Linked DNA regions of Mus musculus: regions 2 and 3 are each linked to region 1. A link is a contact called in public HiChIP or PLAC-seq data. All regions are on one chromosome and are shown on one strand. The core of a region is the stretch at or near the end of the contact, and the rest is flanking DNA. Distances in the headings are between cores, read along the strand shown. Region 1 has its middle 94 kb from the start of Gm40242. Region 2 overlaps Gm2164 (predicted gene 2164). Region 3 holds the start of 4933407E24Rik (RIKEN cDNA 4933407E24 gene).

Evidence for each region. HiChIP or PLAC-seq counts read pairs in DNA pulled down with a chosen protein or histone mark.
Region 2: a contact with region 1 is called in an H3K4me3 HiChIP or PLAC-seq map of forebrain, with 7 times the contacts expected there. The contact joins two enhancer-like sites. A contact is called at or near these places in 2 of 39 promoter capture datasets (cranial neural crest and maxillary cranial neural crest), 1 of 484 Hi-C or Micro-C datasets (nephron progenitors), 7 of 115 datasets of contacts at active chromatin or transcription factors (embryonic basal ganglia, embryonic forebrain, embryonic hindbrain and 3 more) and 1 of 9 other capture datasets (embryonic tail).
Region 3: a contact with region 1 is called in an H3K4me3 HiChIP or PLAC-seq map of forebrain, with 5 times the contacts expected there. The contact joins the promoter of 4933407E24Rik here to the enhancer-like site in region 1. A contact is called at or near these places in 1 of 484 Hi-C or Micro-C datasets (bone marrow-derived macrophages), 6 of 115 datasets of contacts at active chromatin or transcription factors (embryonic basal ganglia, embryonic forebrain, embryonic stem cells and 2 more) and 1 of 9 other capture datasets (embryonic stem cells).

Annotation. Positions count from the first base shown.
Region 1 is chr4:124,177,111-124,180,513 of GRCm38.p6, forward strand. No RefSeq gene overlaps it. Among named protein-coding and RNA genes, the nearest start is that of Gm40242, 94 kb to the right of the region's middle. Within about 2 kb of position 1,706, at least 19 of the 459 cell types and tissues checked have an H3K27ac peak or open chromatin away from gene starts, as enhancers often do. A contact at or near this core is called in forebrain, where this site is marked.
Region 2 is chr4:124,622,578-124,625,980 of GRCm38.p6, forward strand. The region is part of intron 1 of Gm2164 (predicted gene 2164); the gene reads right to left. Among named protein-coding and RNA genes, the nearest start is that of Gm2164, 33 kb to the right of the region's middle. Within about 2 kb of position 1,649, at least 46 of the 459 cell types and tissues checked have an H3K27ac peak or open chromatin away from gene starts, as enhancers often do. A contact at or near this core is called in forebrain, where this site is marked.
Region 3 is chr4:124,567,580-124,570,982 of GRCm38.p6, forward strand. 4933407E24Rik (RIKEN cDNA 4933407E24 gene) reads left to right here and starts at 1,600. Exons shown (of 3, transcript NR_045819.1): 1 at 1,600-1,714. The region is part of intron 1 of Gm2164 (predicted gene 2164); the gene reads right to left.

The DNA.
Region 1 (3,403 bases), core at 456-2,955:
CAGCACCTTGGCTTTGGCTATGCTCTCTCCAGGACATAATTGCAATTCTGTTTCTTCTGACTGGCTCCACCTCATCTCTTGCCATCAGCTGCCCTTCCGCAGAGAGATCTTCCTGGCGTCATTCATGTGGTCCTCTGGATGGATCCTTGGGCACTTTCCAGACATTTCCCTCCTCCTCTAAGGATAACCTTGAATACATTGTTCACTTGACCGGTCTCCTGTCTTACAAACTCACATTGGGGGTGAGATCTCTAGCTTAGGCATCTCTGTTTTGTAAGGATCCAGTACAGATCATTTTTTGTTTTGTTTTGTTTTTGAGAGAAACTCTCTTGTAGCCAACACTAACCTAAAATTAGAGATGTAGTCCCGGTAACCTTGAGTGTCTGATACTCTGCCTCTACCGCTCAAGTGCTGATATCACAGTATATATCACAGTATATATCATCACACCCAGTTTATACTGAGATTGGTGAATGAACTTAAGGTTTCCTGTATGCTAAGCAAGCACTCTCCAACTGAGCTACATCTCCAGCCCCAGTACAGCTATTTCTGTAAGGTTTATTTTACTTTCATTTGTGTTGGGTGGGGCGGGGATGGTAGTGGTATATACAGGTGTCCTCAGAGGCCAGAAGAGGGCATTGGTTCCACAGGGAATGGAGTTCCAGGCAGTTATGAGTCATGAGACCTGGGTGTTGGGAACTAACCCCTGTTTCCTGCAAGAGCATCGAGCCCACTCTTGGTAAATATCAATCAAATAAATTCACCAAGGCTGATATCGGGCCAGGCTCCTCATGCACGCTTTCTAACCAAATCTTTACAATAACCCTGTGAGGTTGATTGATAGGCCCGCGACCATAGGCTGAATCCATTTCTCAACATCTTAGTGGTGAACACGACATTGAACTGGAGTCCCGCGAATCCACCCACACTCGTGTTTTCTGAGCCGACCCCTTAGTGTCTTGAGGCTTCACTACCTGGCTCACAGTTCCAGAGTTTTGAGCCTCCTTTCCCTCCCAAGAAAAATGAATGCATCCATAAAACAGATCCCTGTCAGGGGCTCGAGAGTAAATTCTGAGGCCAGATTGAGACTGTTCACCAGCGAGCTACTGTCTGTGCAACCCTGAATGGGTGACTGGCTCTCTCTGTGCTTTAACCGTTTCATCTGTAAGGTGGGCTTTTGTTAAAAGCATTATTGCATTTACACATCAGACACTTATACAGTGGTAAATGGTTAACTGCCCTTGAGCATTTAGGAACCTCGTTCCTCTCCAGCATCCCTTTCCATCTCATCCTTTTCTCTCAGAGGCTCAGGAGGTCTTGCTGAGAGAGTTTGACCACCTACAGGTGGGAGCCCCCAAATTCAAGGACAGGACCCCCGACACAGTCAGTCCTCCCTGCAGCTCTGGCTCTGACTTTACCGCTGGCGATGCTCGCCCTCCCGCTGCACCTGCCCGGCTTCTGCTGATCTGTCTTTTGCTCCATTAGGCAGGGCCGCGGCCCCAGAGCCCCGCGAGCTGCCCCGCGCCCTTAGAACGCTTCGTCTGCCCGCGCCCCGCCGCCCCCCGCCCGGGGAGGTGACGGCAAAGTGAATTAGCGCGCAGCCGAGGGCGCGGGGGCGCCGAGGTGCCCGGCAGCTCCGCGGGCGCAGCACTTCCCGGCCTGATATTTGCACAAAGTGCTCTCAGGGCTCTTTACATTTGCTCTTGCCCGCGGAGTTAGCGTTTCCGCTGAGCGCCGACTTCTCCAAAGGGCGCCCGCGCCTGTGTTTGAGTAGCAGCGGCCCAGACTCGCCAGGCGCCCGGGTCCCCGCGCCCCCTCCATCTTACTCACCCAGCTAGATTCTTTGCATCAGCGCTTTCCATACATTTTTCCCATACACCACTCTGGGCCCGTCAGGTCTTGCCAGTTTCTGTCTATTTTCAGGTCTCTCTTCCGTCTTTGCAACACCCCTCCCTGTCCTGTCCATTCCTAGCTGCCTCCATTTTTTCCCCTGCTAATCTCCCCACACCCTCTGTTACCAGTCCCAGCTGCCCCTCACATCCCTGCGTTTTCTGTCTCCTTGGTAGCTAGGCCTGGTCCTTCAAGTCACTTCAAGGGTTCTTGAGGACCTAGGAGGATTGAGAAGTGTCCTCAGCTCTTATCTAGCCCCAGTCACTATTATGCTCTGGGATTTGGGATAACCAAAGCAACATCCACTAAGGCTTCCTACTCCCAGTCAGTGGGCTGCACCTCTATGCCAAAGCTGACTGTGAGCCTCCTTCTCGATCCTCTGAGCCAAAGTGTACCCCAGGGGCCAAAAATGCTAAGGTCTCCTTCTCCATTCACTGTCCCAGCAGTCTGACCGCCCCTGGGATTTCTGGGACTCTTGGACTGGAGATCAGTGGAAAGGCACCAGGAAACACAGGTGCCTGAGATGCCCTGTACCAGGTGACATGTGGCCGAGTCCATCATGAAGATGAGGTCCCATGAGAGGCTGGAGTTTGTGTTAGCAGACAAGGCACGGCAACACTCTGGCAGGCTCACCATGCCAATCCCCCTCTGCAATGTCCCCGTGGAGACACCGGGACATATGCATGTGCATGCACACACACGTATGTGGGTGTAAATGTGTGCATGTGGAGGCCAGTGGACAGCCTCAGGAGCCATCGTCAGGAATGGTGTTCACCTCCTTTGAGATAGGGTTTCCCACTGACCTGGAACCCACCATTTAGGTTAGATCGGCTCTCCAGAGGACCTTAACTGCCCTCAGTGCTGGTGTTACAAGCCTCAACACCAGGCTTGGCAGGGTTCTGGTGAGCCTCAAACTCTGGGGAGCCTTGTGGTTTCAAGACTAGTGCCTTACCAACTTCACCATCACCCCAGACCTGCAGAGTGTTTCTGCTCTGCAGACTAGAACTCTAGCAGGGTTCTGAAATACTTCGTGCATGTGTTTGCTTTAGCACAATACATTCTAATGTTACTTTTATCACTAAGAAAAGGCCTCCTTTATTCTGTAAGCATAATTTCAATCATGGGTTAAATATTTGTCTTAAATGACTGTAAGTACTCTATGACTCCTAGAACAGACTCCCTCAAGGAGAATGGCTATCAAGGATTTGAAAAGATCCTCCCTAATGTTTTGATTGTTTCTGTGGAGTCATTTGATCAATTAGGTAATCATTTCCAGTATAAAACTTGATATTAAAAAAATATTCTTCTGGAGGCAATTTGGAGTTTCTCATTAAAACGTTGGAAAGGGTTTTATTTGAATGTTATATGCAAACTCAATATTTAATATATTCTCTAGTAGTTCGTATTTTATTTTTCTTATCATAATTATATTTTATAAAGAATGTGTAATTAATTTTTAGATGCTTCTCAACGGAGCTGCACAAGGTCCGTGGGAGAAAGATTAGAGAGGAGA
Region 2 (3,403 bases), core at 399-2,898, 450 kb after region 1:
CTCTCTGGTCTCTCCTTGATACTAGAAATTTGATTTTGACTTATTTACCCATTTATGTCCCTGTAAAGCAGTCTGTTGTTTCTGCATTCTGGTGATAGTTTTTGGTTTTGTTTGTGTCTCCTCAGTCTGTCACAGCGTGCTTCGGGAAGCTAGGACCTTGCCAACCTTGAGTCACCACCGTGTTGCAGGCTAAAGGCCAGGGTCCGCCTAGCACTCTGTGCTGTTCTGTGTCATGGTCCAGGGTTGTGGGATAAAGCATGCTGGGAAAACATTCTACCACTGAGTTACATTGCCAGCCAGGGCCTGGCACTTTGTAAGCATGGTTAAAAGAATGGACGAGCTTGGTATGAAAAAGATGTTATTGGGATCCAGCCTGAACCCTGGAGCCAAGTGTGCATTACTGTTCTCTCCACCTCAGGCAAGACCACCCTGACTATCCAACCTCTGGGGTGAGGGGGATATGTTGCTGGTCAGAAAACTAAGGCCCAAAATAAAGAAGGCATAACAACCAACTTTATATCATATCCTGGAGCCCAGTGTCCAGACTTCCTGAGCCTGCCCCAGCTAGCCTCCCCTAATGGGCTAGACAGGCAGCTAAACTAGCCCAGAGACCCCTAGCCCCATACTTCTGAGGTACTCTGTCCTGACCATCCTCGCCCTTGGGAGATAAGGAGTTATTTCGTAAGGCATTATGTCAGAAGTTGAGGCATAGTCTTAAGTGAGTTACCGGAGTCCCCAAATCATCCAAGGACTCTGGATTCAAGTCTGTGGCCCATCTCTAGGCTTCCTCTGAGCACACACACCTTCTCCCAACCAGCCCTTGAGGATATTCTCGGCAGCTAGAGTATTACAATGTCAGGAGCGCCAAATATGTCCCACACACCTCTCCCATCTTCCTGAAGAAGAAGAAGAAAAAAAAAAGCCAAGGTGGGCCTGGTAAGCAGGCCAGGATAGAAGCTGATGAAGCTGGCTGGCTCATGCCCCAAGCTCTGGGTGGGGTCATCAGCTCCACCTTCACCCTCACTGACACACCTGCCCAGTCACCAGCAAATGCCATTCCACACCCGGAGTCTCTCTCTCCCATGGAAAGGCCCATTCTCCTTCCCATGCTCTCGCTGCTGCCCTAGTCCAAGCCGGATGGCTGCCAGTTCCTATCTAAACCATCACGACAATTTTCACCTGGCAGCTCAGACCCGATTCCTCCCCCACCCCCCGCAGCTCTTCCTGGCACTGCCCCTGTGATAGTTTGTAAAGGTGAATCACTGATAAGAGTGTACACTGCCCATGTTCAAATCCTGGCCCTGTGTGACTTTCAGCAAGTCACCTTAATTCTCTGCACTTCAAATGAAAAATCTTTAAAATAGCAGCCCCCTAGTAGGGTTTCTGTGAAGAAGAGATGTGTGGAGCACCCAAGCCAGTCCCGGAAGCTGAAGAGGCACCCCGTGTAAGAGGCACCTCCTATTGTTTTTATGACTGATCTCTGTCTTTCTACTCCACAAAATTACAAACTCTGAGAGGATTGGGCCTGCAGCAGGCGGGCTGCTTGGCTCTTCTGTGCCTTTAACTTGGCTCCTGTCTGCCTACAGCCTTTGTTCTGTCTTCCCCAGTCCTGATGGGTGCCAACCCTCCAGGGGGGAAGGGCATGCCCTCAGCAGGAAGTGCTGTCAAAGGCAGAGTTCCAGGCAGCAGAAGGAGAAAGCTGTTCCCTGCTGTACCCTCCAGAGCCCCAAGTTCCTGGGAGCCCCCACATGGCCAAAGCCTCCCTTTGTCCTGAAGGTCAGGAGCAGAGGGCCAGCTGTGGGGGAGTTCCGCTGCCTTGCTCCGGACAGCAGCCCAGATGTGCGTGTTTGTACAGCCGAGCCCAGGCTCTGAAGGGGCCTTGTTGGGTGCTCTGAAAGGGGGGCTTGTGAAGCTCCCATCAGCCTCCAGGACAGCGAGCAGGAATGCAGCCCGCAGGAAGCCCTTCCTAGTAAGCCTGCCAAGTGCCCTTCTCACTGAGGATTCGGGAACGCTGGTGCAAACAGGTTGAGATTGCCAAATGCGGAAACTGCAGGCCTGGTTTCTGACCTGGGTCCAGGTTCCCCTTCTGCAAAAGGCAGAGAGGCCCAAGCCTCAACATAATCACACAGTGATCCTGATTAAGAATCTCCGAGTCAGGACCAGGGTGTGGCCACTCCAGCCTGTGATCCCAGTACTCTAAGGACTGAAGCAGGAGGATGACAAATTCGAGGCCAGCCTGGGTCACAAACAAAACAGACAGAAGCAGGGGTTTGAGGGAGATGGTACTGTGTTTGCCATGCGACCACAGGATGTGAGTTCAATCACGTGAAAAGTCAGCTATGCTGGCACACACTTGTAATCTCAGCCCTGGGAAGGACAGGCAGACAGAAGGGTCCTTGGGGCTCTCTAGTCAGCCTAATCAGTGAACCCCAGATCCCAGCGAAAGACTTTGCCTCGAAAAAATAAGGTGGACAGAGCCTAAGGAATAAAATCTAAAGTCACCCTCTGGTCTCCATTACCCATGCACATGTGCACACACACACACATATAAAGGGTGAATAAATGAATACAGGGTCATATCCATGCACATATGTGCACACACACAAATTAAATGGTGAATAAGTGAATATGGGGTCTTATACATGCACATATGAATGCGCACGTGCACACATACACACAATTAAATGATGAATACATGAATACAGGTATTCCGTATCCAGACAGAATTTTTATCTGTGAAGCTGTTTTTCACCTGCCAATGGGGGTGATAACTCCTTCCTCCTGAGCTTATCCTAGAGAGGAAATGACATCATGGGCAGAAGAGACCAGGAACACACTGACACACAGTTGGTGTTCAATAGCACTTCATGTTCTTTCTCCCTCAAACTCCCTAGGCTCCTAACAGGCATGGGGCCTGAGACTGTTGGTGTTGAGCACAGATGTCCTCCACCCACTGTCCCAGAAGAAGAGCTGCTGCTGAAAGCCCCCACCCCAGGCACAGTGACACACAGCTCCATACCCCTGCGTGCTAAACCAATTACTTCACGTCCCGGCAAAAGAGGCTCTCTCCCTATATCTGTACACCCTAGTCCCTGTAGATGACTGACCATGTGCCCCACACTTCAAGTTGGAGTCAACCTTGAGCTTTAGTGCAAAGCAGACTATGATGCAGGCTAAGGAGATGACCCTTGTGCATTTGCATGACCCCGGCCACCTACCTAGGAGCCAGAGCTGGGACCCACAGTAAGGGAGAGGGGGGGTATAAATGCTGTTCCTGAGAGCCCCACACAGTCTGCTTAATGATAGACAGAGGCAGCAGAGCAAGAAATAGGACAGTGAGATTTAGGCCAGGCCTCCACCAGCCTCTTCCAAAGCACTTGGCTGTGGATACCAGAGGAAAATT
Region 3 (3,403 bases), core at 350-2,849, 390 kb after region 1:
GTTTGTGCAACTGGTTGGTGTCAGAACTGGAACCAAGATTCCAGTTAGGGTGGTGATTGAGGCAAATAAGGACACTGAGGATTGAACCAGCAGCTGACACAGTGGCACATGCCTTTAGACCCAGCACTCAGGAGGATATCTGAATTTGAGGTCAGCTTGGTCTACAAAGCAAATGCCAGAATAGGCAAGGCTGTTATACAGAGAACCCTGTCTTTAAAAAAAAAAACAGAGAGAGAGAGACAGAGAGAGACACAGAGGCACAGAGACAGAGAGAGACAGAGACACAGAGAGACATAGAGAGAATATTGAACTGGCTCATTCGTTCATTCATTCATTCATTCAGGAAACATTTATGGAGGACCTACTGTCCCAAGCACTTGAGAAACCTCATGCAGCTGTAGCCACAAACAGCCGTTCCCTCGTGTAACTCCCTATAGAGCGGGAAAGAAAAAGAAATAATGAATATAATATGTCAATACTCATTTGTATATTTTAAGTGTATAATGGATTCTCTGGTCTGCCCCAGTTCCCCACTTTGGAACTGAGACTCCTCTCCCTTGTTATGGGAGTGTTGATGGATGGCCATTCAGCAGTCTCTCTGCAAAACTGCTCTGAAAAGGGAGCTGCTTCACCTACGGCTACTCCCTTCCCTAGGAGAGCCTTCATCCCATGTCTGCTCAGTAGAGAATCACAAATGTCCATGCCCTGTCTTAATGCCTGGCCACTTTGAAAGCTCCCCTGGATCCCAGGTCCCTGGACATCAGCTCCAGCCTTTGCTGTGACTGCATCAGATGGCAGCCCTTCCTCTGTCCTGGGCTGCTTCCTTCACAGGTCTGAGAGCCTTTCCCAGTACACTCCCTCCAAGGGAAATTCTCTACCACAGTCTCTTTCTCTGTGTGTTCAACCTGCTTTGGGAAGGGTATCTTCTAGGGGAGGGAGAGGACGGCAAGAAAAGAAGCAAAAATCAGCAGAGGAAGAAGGATCAGAGGGCAGGGCCCCAAAAGGCAGCAGGCTGTGAAATCAAAGAAGATACTTGAGACAACCTCATTAAGAAGTGATATTTGAGCAAAGACTTGAAGGTGGTTGTAAGGGAGTTACCCACGTGGAAACTAGGTGAGATGGGATGACACAGAACAGTGCACATAAGAACTTGCTGGCCACTATAAGGTCCTCTGGAGGACCTGGTCTGAAATGAACCCTCCCCAGACTTCTATAGAGACCAAGAGCAGAAGCAGAGCCATCTGCCTGGAAGTCACTGCAGAGAGCCAGCTGAGGAGGATGTACCAGGGTGGCAGTGACCGGTGACAAAGGGGGCTCAGAGGTACGCTTTTAAAGTGCAGCCAGCATGTTTGGCCAACGACTGGGTGCAGGAAGTGAAGAGAACACAGGACCCAAGAATAACCATGACCTTTTCTTGTCCTGAGATGGAAGGTCTCACCAAGACCTCAGACAAGGAAAAACCCACTGGAGAAGGTTCAGAGGAGACCTGATGTGAACGCTGTTGTAGTTGAAATTGACAGTCACACCCATAGCACAGGATGGCTACCCAGCTGAGGCACAAAGGCTAGAGTTCCAAATGGGAATGACAGTTGGGGGTCAGGAGGACAGTGGAAGTGGGCACAGGGACCCAGCTCTATATTTCCATCCCATGCTGTCCCAAGACTCACAACAAGTTCCTGTGACCTCTCAAACTATGCGAGGGGCCGGCAAACACGTGAGCAGAGAAGGTTCTGTGTGAAAAGTGTCCAAGTGGACATTTGTGACTGAGATGAGGGCTCAAATGCTATGTCCCTGCATATGGAGGTGGGGTGTGTGTGTGCCTGTCTGTCTGTCTGTCTTTCTGTCCATATGTCCATAAAGATCCAGCACCTTGCAATGTAAATACGGAGATGATGCCAGCCCAGAGCCTGGTACCTAGAGGTCTCCCATTGTTATGGAATGTGTAGAGTAAGCAATTAGCTGCTGTTGGCATTTAAAACATCAACAAACGCTCCTTGCCTGCCCTGAACCACACGGGTCCCCTTAAAGCCTTGTACAAATGACTCTTGAACATGAAGGTGCCTGCAACTCCCAAGTGCCCGGCTCTTCCCTGCTGTGTCTGGCCAAGTGGGGGAACTCCTGTCACTGCTCAGGAGGGCGGAGAGTTAACTCTCCTTTTGCCATTAAACATAATCAGGGAGAAATCTGTGTGAAGCTTGGCGCTCTGGCCGGTAAGTGATTCCCCCAGAACAACAGATAAAAGCCCGGCACTAAAGTGCAGCCAGAAACGATGTGTAATTGCCATGAAAGAATCTTTGAATCTACACGCTGCTTTTAACTTGGGAGGCTTAAATTACAATTAATAGTTCCCTTGTAGAAGGGGGGGAATGCAGAAGTGGGGGTGGGGGAATAGAGGAATTCAAGGCCCTTGAGCTCAGAGCCCCAGGCTCCATCTAAGCGCTTCAGTGTTGGGGGGTGGCTAAATAGTAGAGAGAGAGGAGAAAACTAAAAGTATAGCTTTCTTGGGGTCTCAGGAACCCTGATCGGTTATATTTCTTACAAGCTCTAAACATACTGCTTTCTGAAGAAGCTCCTGGGTACTTCTGAGTGGTGGAGCCCCTCCCAACAGTATCCTGCAATGTTGCAAATAGCCAGAACCCACTGCCCCCATTTTGCAGATGGGGAAACTAAGGAGACCCCCCCTGGAGTATAGCTAGTCTACCTGCAATTTCCCAAACTAGAAATGTTCTGGGAGCTCTTTCCTCCCACGATATCCTAGGGTAAACATGTTCAGAGATGGAAGGGTGTCTGTCTGCTTCCATATCATAGTATGAACTCAGCCCACTTGCTTGCTGGCCGGTCCTTTTTTTAAGCACCTAACCAATGAGCCAGATTTGGGGTTGGGGGTGTGTAGCTCAGTGATAAGGCACGTGCCTAACATCTGTAAGGGCCTAGATTCCAACACCAATACTACAAAAATATAATGAAAATAAAAGAGGATAGTAAGTACCAGGTAGTGATACATGCCTTTAATCCCAGCACTCAAGAGGCAGAGGCAGGCAGATCTCTTGAGTTCAAGGCCAGTCTTGTCTACTACAGAGTGAGTCCCAGGACAGCCAGGGCTACGAAGATAAATCCTGTCTCAAACACAGCCCACCAATAAAAGATGACAATAAGAATAATTTGCTGAGCCATACAGCCCTTCCCCTGCCCCAACACCCTCCTCCCAAGGCCTATTGTGCTCCCCTGAGGAAACCTTCAATGTCATCCTCAGACCTGGATCAATCCCCGATATCTTTGTCTGACTCAGTCTAGGTGTCCCCTTCTGTACTTTATCCCCTCCCCACCCCCTCTCTCTATTAACCCATTAGGCCCAAGGCTGTAGACAGCTTCCATGGAGGAGCTGCAGTTAGGCACAATCAGG